2 separate regions of the Rattus norvegicus genome follow, and region 1 is linked to region 2. A link is a contact called in public Hi-C data. All regions are on one chromosome and are shown on one strand. The core of a region is the stretch at or near the end of the contact, and the rest is flanking DNA. Distances in the headings are between cores, read along the strand shown. Region 1 has its middle 180 kb from the start of Cyld. Region 2 overlaps Sall1 (spalt-like transcription factor 1).

Region 1 (5,278 bases), core at 303-2,802, 170 kb before region 2:
CAGCCCTAGGGAGGGTATAGTCAGAAATGGCCAGATTTCTGATGAAGAAGGGGTACCTAGGGGTGGGTTGTCAATATGGACATGTCAGGCAAGGGGACGTTACCTAAGACCCCGCAAGTGAGCAGCTTGGATTGTCTAGCCATGCTGGTCCACCTGTTTAGAATTGCTAGAAGCATAGGTTCTGGGAGATTTTTGTCTTCCTTTGCATCTTAAGGGTGTCAATATGAGTTCAAGACCTCAGGCCAAGAAATGGCCATTCGATATTTGACCCCTGACCAAATCCCAGAAGGCCAGCCTGCTCCCTAGCCAAGCCGCTGCTAGGAGCTTAGGAGTGACCAGTGATGACTTCAAGATGTCTTGTGCAAGACTCTAAAAGATGTCTATTGCCTTGTTCAGAAAACAATGCATTTTGGCATCAAGTTTAGAATGACAGCTGAGAGAAAAAAGCATCCCCTAGCTAGGTCCACAATGTGATACATTGCTTGGTAGTCTCTTTTCTTATGCGAACAACTGAGAAGAAGAAGGTAAAGAAACTTGGCCAGCTGTGTAGAGGGTTTAGGATGGGAACTGACATGGTTCTTGGGTATTTTGTCCACAAAGGTTAGTATGCTGGGAAGCTTGGTCCTCACTGTGGTCATGGCACAGAATCTTCAAGAAGTGGTCCTGGTGTAAAACAATTCCATCATCAGTGACCCCGTCCTTGGAAGGACTTTTTTGCACAGTCAGTTCTCTGGAGAGAGGACTGTTATGAGAGAGCAAGGCTGAGCTCCCACTGCTCTCTGGAGTCCCATCTCACTGTGCAAGTGCCCCTCACATGTACCTCTGCTGTGATACCATGAGGCCTTCAACAGAGGCCAAGCCAAGGGCCTGTTCTGTGTTGGACTATCAACGTCTAAACTGTAAAGCTCTTTTACTTAATCATTGCTTAACCTGGGAGCTTTGTTTGGTTTTTGCTATGGAAAACTGAATGATACAGGATCTGGCCATAGCCCATCGGTCACTCTCCCAGCATTGTCAAGCAAGCCATAGCTCACCTGCCCCATTCTTAGAAATCCTAGAAGGCCAGCCTGCCATATCCCTGGTCAGTGTAGCTTTGCCACACTTCTTATGTTGGATTTTTGAGTTCGACCAACCAGGACATGTTGGTGTTAGTGTTACAAAGTCCAACAGCCTACACTCATGCCTTGCCAACTGCCTGTTGACCTTTGCTGTTGCTAGCCATCTCGTGGTTTTTTTGACCTTCCACCAAATTTGCCCAGAACAATTTGTACATTGGCCATTAATCTATAACCAAGTATTTCTCGCTGATTTGAGGAATGCGGCCAAATCTTCTGTCTGTACAAAGTCGTAACAGTAAAGAAACATTTGACTACACTGCTTTTTTCGGACAGTGCATGGATGCTAGCCATACATGGCGACTCCCCTGAAAGCCCGATCCTTTCCAACAAAGGACCCAGTGGGGACAAAGAGGAAGAGAAGGAACAGTAATGATGTACACATTAACTTAGCCAAACAGTCCTGAGATCAGGGCTGCCAAGCTTCATGTGCCTCTAACAGGCCTGGCTGAGTTCTTAGAGAGCAGCGACACTGTTACCCAGGGATGCTTCCATAGACTCGACTGACAGTAGTCTGACATCGTTCTGTGTCAGTGGCTGCCTAGGCCACCTCACCACAGGGACCCCCATCTTCTCTGAGCAGGGGCTCACGTTCTAGCAGGCCCAAGGAAAAAGACTGTGGCGTGTGTCCTCTGAAGACATGGATTGGATGACACTGGATCAGGGGCAAGCATGATCGTTGCTGAGCCAAGACAAACACTGGGACGCACTAAGGGTTATGAAGCTTTCCCATGGGGAGCACTCCCACAGCTAGTCAGAGCTCTTGAACTGGGTTTCTGGTGCCTCAGTTTCTCTAGCTGTAAAATGGGACCTTGTGGCACTTACTGTTGAGGGCATCTGTGAGGGCGAAATGGAATAGTACTCTTCAAGAAGCATGGCGCACTGGAATCGAGGGCCAGTGAAGACTGTCAACATGCCAGAGCCTCCAACCTCCTGGCAAATTGGTTACCTATCTCTTTGTTGTGAAAGAAAACCCAACAGCAACAACATAAAGGAGGTTTTATTTCAGCTCACAGTTCAGGGGCTATAATTCATCGGGCCAGGGATGGTCTGATGACTGTGGAGACTTGTGGCTCCCAGTAGAGGAGTACACAGTAACTGGTGGTCCTAAGGAAAAGCTGAGCTGGCCTAGAACCCTCTCCCTCTCACTGACTCTACATCCTCTAGCAAGACTCCATGTCCAGAAGGTTCCATAACTGCCCCCTACACAGTGTCATCAGGTGGGGAGCAAGTATTCAAACCCATGGATGTGTCAGGGGGGTTATTCATGTTCATTTGTAATACCTGACCCTCAGTCCTGGCTTTGATGGAAGCCATGGATGAGGTCTAGTAGAGGTGGGGAGGGCTACATGCCCTAATGCATGACCAGCAGGCCATGGCCCTTGAGACACAGAACTACCTGGGAGGCACCCAGAGGCTGAATCTGCAACTGCAGCTGTCTACTCATGGTGTGAGTTATTGTATGACAGTCCAACCCTATGACCATAATGACTATCCTATCTACTGACACCTATCCTTTGTCCCCAGGTCTCAGTGAGTGAGCCCATGGATCTGTGACACAGGTCCTTTAAGGTCCATAGAATCCTACCACAAACACTTCTGCCAGGTACATTAGGGGCTGACTTCAGCTAATGGAGATAGCAGTCAGTGGACAAACACTCCAGATCCCCTGTGCTCCAAAGGAATGAGCCCCAAGTGCCTTTACAGTGCCAGAGTCGATCACATGGTTAAAGGCCATCAGTCCTGGATTTACTTGATCACTGACAAGCCATGCATCCATTGTCTTGGTATTTTACCCCTTGTATATTTTCAGGTCACCTCTCTCACAAGCTACCTGTATCCCATTGGGCCAACCTATAGAGGAACCTAACAGAAGAACGACCCAAAATGCCTGTCCCAGGTGTCTGGGTCTCAGTGTCTGCTCCTCTCACCCCTGCCTGTCACTCATATCTGCAGTCAGGACTCTCCATGAGCCCGCCTGTGAACTAGCAACTGGATTAGAGTTCCGGTGTCACACCAGCTTTTCCTCTCAAGAGACCCACCCTGTACATCAGCCTGAAACCTCACTCACATGGAACGAGTTCTGTAAGTGACTGAGCTGACACAGAATTGGCAGTGGTGAGCCCCATGCTGTCTGAAAATGTGCAGGCCCAGGTTATGTTTCAGGGTCAGAGGGGCAAACACAGGACGTCAACCCTGCGATAGCTTTTCCTCTGTGTGCAAGCTATGATTTCGAGTCTTGGCTGTTGGCTTGACTGCATTTGGAGTCAACTAAAATCTAAGCTGCTGGGCATTCCTGGGAGGGATTTTCTTGTCCAGATTGTCCAGTAGGCAGATTTGAACTAGGCAGACCCATGTCAAATCTTGGCTGAATCCTCTGATGCCCACTTAGATACAAGGGTGTGGAAGAGGAATCTTTGAATCTGGCTTGCTTTCCCCCACTACTGCTGCTAAGTTCATCTGTCCTGTTGAATGTATTCAACATTCCTTTACGGCTGTGAAGACCAACTTCATTGGGATTCCAATGTAAACCGAAGGCTAGCAGCTCTCCGGGATTCCTTCAGTGCCAGATTGAGACAACTGAGACACCCAGCCTTGGACTGAAATCAACTACTGGATTCTTGGCTTTTCCAGCACGAGAAGCCATTGTTGAATGTCCTGGCCTTCACCCTGTAAACCAATCTAATATGCACACACACACACACACACACACACACACACGTTGCTGTGTGTATATATATATATATGTATATATTTCATATACTTATATGTATTCGATATACATATAGATATATTGATATTGTGTGTGATCTGTGTGTATGGGTATGTCTATTTAAGTGTGTGTGACATGTGTGTGGGCGTGTGTATTTGTGTGCGTGAGTGCATTCATTTAAGTAGCTATGTTTCTTTAGAGAGCCCTGATAATACATAGACACGTTAATGATTATGTTTGGAAAACTCTGAGCTTCTTGGAGTGCTGAGTTCTTACCATGCCATGCTCCACCTTCAGCCTAGCGTCTCTTCTTTATGCCCGCTTTCCACAGGGTTCAGATATCCTGGTGCTCCCAAAAGATTTTGGCTGTGAAGATCTTTGCAGAGAAAGCCATGCCACGCAAGTTGCTCTGCAGCTGCCTTGCCAGCCTGTTCTCATGGCAGTGCAACCTGTCGGAGCCTCGCACCCCTCTGAATCCCCATGATTGTTAATCTGGGTTGTGGGTTAAGAGACACAATGCTCTAGTCAGCTTGGGTGTTTTCTGAGGGCCCTGACCCAATCAATGGCTTAATCCATTGGCGGCTTCAAAATGTCAGTAGAGTGTTGGAGGTAATACAGCTCTGGAAGGTGGGGGACTCCAAAGGGCTTGGTCCTGCTCCTTGCTTGTTTTGCACCACTCCTGAATGTCTGCCTAGAGTAGATAATTCTGCTATACCCCATCTTCCCACCGGAGCAAGGCACTTTCAGAAACCGTGCACATAAGAAGTTCCTGAGGTTGCTCGAATTGAGCATTCAGTCACAGTAAGGACGGAGATGATTGGCATGGTGCCTGTGGACCATGGACGAGGGCTCAGTGGACAAGCACAGGCCAGGGACTGGGAGACAAGTCAACGAGACACTTGCATTCCCTGCCCCAGCAGACCTTGAAGTCCAAGTACACGTGAGTAAAGTAATTCCACAGAGTAGTCATTGGATGGTGTGACGAAAAATCATGGTGGTGTCAGAGTATGATGGCTGAGCTGAGGCGGTATCCTTGAGCTCAGACTGTGCAGAATTCTTGAGCAAGATTCCAGGCCAAAGACTGAATTGGGCACAGGGGCCTTCTAAATCTGCAGAGGGATCTGGAGTCTCGAGTAGGGCTCATGACAAGAAATTGGCTCAGGGAGGGCAGGGAACAGCATAGGGGCTGCAGAGTTCCGTCTCAGAGGGGGCGGGATCTAATTCCTGGAGCAGAAGGGGGGATGGGGGCGGGACGTTGTCAAGAAGAGAGTGACTCATTCTGATTGACATTATTTTAATTTTCTTTTTTTTAAAGGATTTGTTTGTAAATACATGCATGCATGACTCTGTGTGGGTTTATGCACATGAATGCAGGCAAGAGGTGGTCAAAAGATGGCATAGATCCACTGGAGCTGAAATTACAGGCAGTTGTGGATTGCCTGCTGTGCCT
Region 2 (5,691 bases), core at 174-2,673:
CTACCCCCTCCTTGCAGACTCCCCGCTTGAGGAGCTTTGGGTAGCTTCCGCCAGCAAAGGTGGTAGCTTCTTTTCCTACTCAGGTCATTGTCAATCAACTGATTTTCCAAGGGTGTTTTCCAGGAAGGGAGGCCCTTACTGGGGGAGGAGAGGAAGCAGAGTAGGGGAAAGGGTGGGGAAACTCATAAAGGAATAAGAGGGAAAGATACGGGGTTAAAAAGCAGATATAAGTCCTTAAAGTTGGTAAATATCGGGCCATTGGCACCGCTGAACTTTGAGGTATATTTACAATTCACATTTAAGAAAAAAAAATGTCACCTCAGTGAGTATTTTTTGGTTCAAAACTTTTGTGAACTTAACTGTCTACAGCGATCTTTCTTAGTCCAGACAACCTGGTTTCAACTAGGCTGTCCCTCAAGTTCCAAAAGGGAAAAGGACGCTCCGGTGGCATAGTGGGAGAGAAAAGATGGGCCAGGCTAGGACGCATAATCTGCCGGAACCCACTCAGTTGCTTTGTGAATATCAATCCATTTCTCTTCGGCTGGGCTGAGCTCAGATCACGCGTGTTTATCTCTGGGTTACGGGCTCTTTCTGGGTTTGGAATAGACGTAGAGGGGAATGGACAGGTGGTGATCGATACCTTACAATGATCATCAGTCGATACAGAAAGGTCGGGACAAAAGGCGGGAGGAGGGGCGCAGAGACACCCGGACTGCGATCTTATCATCACCAGGGCCGAGGTGGCCTCCGGAAAAACCTAATTGAACCCAAAGCAACTTTAGCTCGCCTTAGCCTACTTGCAGAAGGCGCTAGAAGGGAGGTTTGAGGGATAGAGGGGAAAGCGCCCGCCCCTGTCCCCTCGCGCGCAGCCCTGTGGGTATCCCGCGGACGGCGGGACCTGGGGACACCGCAGGACTGCGGCCACCGGGGAGCGCAGGCCCAGCTGCAGCGCGGTGACCCGGGAGGGTGGCAAAGGCGCTGTCACTGCTTGGCCCCTCGTGGTGGCCGCAGCCCGGGGATATCCCCTACGTCCCCAGACTTCGTGCCAGGGCTGGGAAAGACGCCCCTCCTGGACCGACGAGACCTACTAGACCGTCGCCTCTGGGACAGAACAGAACATCTGGCCTCTTAACCCTGTGCTCACTCCTGGAGCGGGAGTGGGGGAAGGCTGCAGGCAGAGTGGCGGGAGGTGAACGGGAACCAAAGCATCTGATCTGTTCCCTCACTCTGTCCACCATCTCTGACTTGGGGGATGAGGGGAGGGGGCTCGCCCTGCGCGGTCAGGACAGAGAACAAGGGCTACCCTCCGTCCCCGAACATCACCGCTGAACCTGCCGCCTAATCAGCGTTTTAAGCACCCTCGCGGCTCCTGGACTTTGGAGTGTAGGGACAAACCAGTGGCCTTGGACTAGCCCAGGCCTGCTGGGATCTTCTGCTGGAGTCGCCCAGGTTGGCCCTGGTTCATCAGCCTCACCTGGGCACAGCCAGTGAGATTCATCACCTCTCAAAGACAAAGTGAGTTCCCGTCGACCCCCTGGGCAGACAACTTCCACCCTGCCTATTGCCACTCTGTGGCAATCGGGCTCACAGATGTAAAACATGCCCTTGGAACAAGGAAGAAGACTAAGGTTAACTTGGATGATGAACTGTTTCAAGTTGCTCCTACAGACCTGTATAATAGATTTTTTTGGTGTGTGCTGTCCTTTTAAATATGTATGTGCTTCTAAATGCCTAAAAGACTAATTAAATAAAGGAAAATGTTCACCTCCTGGGTTGAGGCCCAGTTTCTAGTCAGATTATATAACCCTGTTGCATGGGGAATTCTCCAGCAACAGCAGCTCTCAGCTGCCTGAAAAAACACCACAGAATCAAGGGAAATGGAACTAGGATAGTTAAAAGCTAAAATCCACCGATCCTGTTTAAGGGACCGACCTTACCTGTCAGGATGAGGTCTCTAACCAAAACTAACGTTTTTCTCCCCCCTCTCTTTGGATATGGAGTGGGAGAAGATCGGATGTGTACATTCCCAAACAAGAAATGGATCTGGTGGAACTAGGTAGGTTACCGCATCTCAAAAACAAGCAAACAAACAAAAAAAACCCAAACAAACAAGAAAACAAAAACCAACCAACCAACTGACCAAACAAACGAAAAAACCCAAACGAAAGCAAAAGGCAGGCCCCAGGCAAGCCTGATTCTGTTATACCTTTTAGAATTTTTCCTATTTAGAGACACCAGCTCACACACACAATTTACAGCCACCTAGGGAAATGTTAAACTACCTTTAGGGCCCTTGGCTAAATAGAAATGCACTCTAAAAACACAGACACAATGTGTTGCTTTATCTGTTGCAAAAAAAATGTATTTGATTACTTGAGTAAAATTACAGTATCTCTGTTGTTAGTAAGTATTAAATGTTAAAGAAATTGGAACCCCCCCTTTCAACTTTCCAAGAAAGTGCATGTAACAGTCCATTTCTTTCCTCCCATATCTAATACAAAATAAACCAACATTATACCTGCTCTTATCAAGGAGCATTTGCTCTTGTAAGGGACATATGTACATTTTAATGAAAGGGATATTTCTTATTGTATATACAAGAGCATCTACATTTCTCCACTGAAGGTCGTTCAAGATGCTATCGTTAGCAGCATTGTGAAATCCCAGCACACGTCTTTTTCTACTGTGAAGATACCCTACAAGGCAAAAATGCTACATCTCAGTTTCAACTACCAAAACAACACTTGTGGGGTTTTTTTTCCCTCTAAAGAATTCTGCGTGCTTATTACTGTACAGAAACTGGTTAACATCGAAGACGACTCAAGTAAAAAGCACAATACGAATGGTTCAAAACGGAAATGGTTAACTCTTCAAAACAAAACCAACAAAAACAAACAAACAAAAAAAAGCAGGTTGAAGTTCAGAATCAAAATGAAAACAAAACCCAAAACAAACAAACAAACAAACAACAACAACAAAAACCCTAAGCCTTTCAAATGTTCAGCCTTGTACTTAAAAGTCCTTCCCTTAAATCTGTTTGGAAAGATTAGACAATGTGTTTGCTGATAAAATTTTCCAGCAGGATCAAAGTGTACATTTATATACAGACTTTATTAGAGATCTAACGTATCACGGAGGCATTGCATCAACACCAGATTCATATTAAACTGGATATAGAAAATAAGTTAATGCCAGATTAAGACCGCCTAGCAGGGCAACTTGCGATTGCCATAAATGTTACAGCAAGCTTAGAGCACTCTAGTCCATTAGTATTTAGTCCAAAATACAGAAGACCAAAGTTAATGCTTGCACTCTGTTTGCAAAGCAAGGTTATAGCACTAATAAATAAGCTTTCTTAGAACTCTAGAGGTTGAACAACGTACAAAAGAATGTCTTCATAATGTAGTTCATAGTCCCAGGGGCCAGAAGGTAAGGGGCGGGGGCAGGAGGCAACCTCGGGCGGCATTTTGAGTAGAAACGCTCTGGCAGCTTTAGCTCGTGACGATCTCTTTGCTGTCCTCCACGAAGCGGGTGAAACGGAAGTTGGTTCCGTTCTCGCTGCTCGCCATTTTCTCCAGACCAGCCAGGGGAGCACTGGGTTCCGAATTCCCCAGCTTTTCCACGTTCCCTGTCAGCCCGCTGATAGGTGAGCTGCTCCCGTTGCCCAGGCTTCCAGGAATTGGAGGGATGCCACCATTCTGAATGACAGAGATCTCGTTGGCCTTCATGGCCAGCCCGTTGGACAGTGCTGCTGTATACTGGTTCCAAAAGCTGGACGGATCCCCGCTTCCTGACCTCGCCGCCAGATCCTTCTGGAACATTTCTGGGAACTTGACAGGATTCCCTCCTAGAAATGTCATGGGGCCATCCACTGAGAGCCGGCGGCCCCGGCGTGCAGGGGTACTGTTCCACATATGAGTGCCCATGTGGACCTGTGAGGTGGGTTGGGGAAGAGAGAGAGGGAGAAAACAGAGCCGGGAGCTTAATAGCTGAATCTGTCTCAACTCGTATCCCAACACTCGACAAAGCAAGTGGCCTAAATGTCTATTCTTATTACACGACAGACAGGGGAAGAGACACCAGGAACCATCCACTCCCATGGTCCAGTAATAACGTGTCTGCTCTCTGCGGCACTGGGCTGGCTCTCCTCTTCCTGGGCTAACTCGCCTTACTTACTCTTTCTTTATTACCCGTATTTAGCTTATAATGGCCTCAAACAAGCCAGGCTGCTGCAGATAGCTCCTCTCAGGGTTAAAATTGTTATGTCCACTCCCATTCCAGGGCTAAGGATTGTATCTGACACCCTTTACCCCGTAGATGTCGTTTTCAGATGGGAAGAGAGCAGCCCTCGCTGATTGCCCATTGGAGGGCCTGCACAGAGAGAAAACCCAGAAAGTAATTATTCATCCCACATTACTGGCAGCCACCTCCAGAGGAATACTCTGTCAACAGAAAAATGTACACAGCGACAGTACTCAACTGTTGCTCTAGACCGAGCGTATTTGCTTTATTTCCAACACATATCAGTAGGAAATGTCGTGTAATCAATTATCATAATACCCATTAGCCGAGGAGTGATGTTACTGTTTCTAGAAAAATAAACCGTGCGAGGCTCGGGTTATGAAAAATAGCGGCATACGTGCCGGAGAGAGCCGTAGAGAGCTGTAATTATTAAGTGATATGGGCAGTGTGCAGGCCACACGGAGGTCTTTAATCAATACCCCATGGCAACGCCAGGCTGTCTGATTTGGTAGGTAAAGCAATTCATTTGATGCACTTAAGCTAGACAGCAGAGAGAGGCCTGCTGCTTCACTGAGGTACCAAATTATTCAAGGCCTTGGGACAGGCAGCGAGCTACAGGCTGCCCTTGTCCCTGCCATGATCCTGACCTCGAAAGGCTCCTCCATGTCTCCCCCCTCAGCTGAGTGGAGCAGGTCCCCCTTTCCAGAACCTTCTCCCTGACTATGCAGCTGAGGGCTCCAGGAGCACACACTAGCATCAACCGAGGGAGTAAGTTAGGGCTGAGGGGCGGCAGGGGGCAGGTACCTTCAGATTGCCTTTCGTTGTGAATGCTCTTCCACAGATAGTGCAAGCAAAGGGCTTCTCTCCAGTGTGAGTTCTCTCGTGGATCTGCAGGGCACTCGAGGAAGAGAAGGTTTTACCACATGTGTTACAATAGTGCTGTTTGGGGGTTCTCCGGGGCAGAGCTGGGAGCAGAACCGGGGATGTCGCAGAGGATGACAGAGGCCCCGAAGGGACATGACTAGTGGGGGCATCCTTACTGTCCTGAGGAGAAACGTGCACAAAGCCGTTGACCTCTGTTTTGATGAGAGATGACAACGAGCTGGCGGGAATCATCGCAGAGTTCTGATTGGGGCCGAGGTTGGAACTGGGCTCAAAGAGCTGCGATGGCAGATCTCGCATCTGATGTGTCAACATGTGCTGCTTCAAATTCCCCTTTGTGGAAAAGCCACGACTGCAAACTGTGCAAATGAACGGTCTCTCTTTGGTATGACTTCTGTAATGAATGTCCAAGGCACTCTGACAAGCAAAGGTTTTGCCACAAATGTCACAAGCAGTGTTTTTAAATTTACCCCGGTCTCTGAAAGGGAAGAGGATTCCCAGGGAATCTTCTTTGATGATTTTCTCTGCATGACTAGAGGTCAAGTCCAAAGCACCTCCGTTCACTGG

What was found. Hi-C and Micro-C count contacts between places; a contact is called where the count stands out from the background.
Region 1: a contact with region 2 is called in a Hi-C map of liver, with 3 times the contacts expected there. The contact joins two enhancer-like sites. A contact is called at or near these places in 3 of 12 Hi-C or Micro-C datasets (kidney and liver).

What each region holds. Positions count from the first base shown.
Region 1 is chr19:34,361,680-34,366,957 of GRCr8, reverse strand. No RefSeq gene overlaps it. Among named protein-coding and RNA genes, the nearest start is that of Cyld, 180 kb to the left of the region's middle. Within about 2 kb of position 1,552, at least 3 of the 93 cell types and tissues checked have an H3K27ac peak or open chromatin away from gene starts, as enhancers often do. A contact at or near this core is called in kidney and liver, where this site is marked.
Region 2 is chr19:34,192,928-34,198,618 of GRCr8, reverse strand. It overlaps Sall1 (spalt-like transcription factor 1), which reads right to left. Exons shown (of 3, transcript NM_001107415.2): 2 at 5,047-5,691; 3 at 2,341-3,932. The coding sequence ends at 3,492. Among named protein-coding and RNA genes, the nearest start is that of Sall1, 15 kb to the right of the region's middle. Within about 2 kb of position 1,423, at least 12 of the 93 cell types and tissues checked have an H3K27ac peak or open chromatin away from gene starts, as enhancers often do. A contact at or near this core is called in kidney and liver, where this site is marked.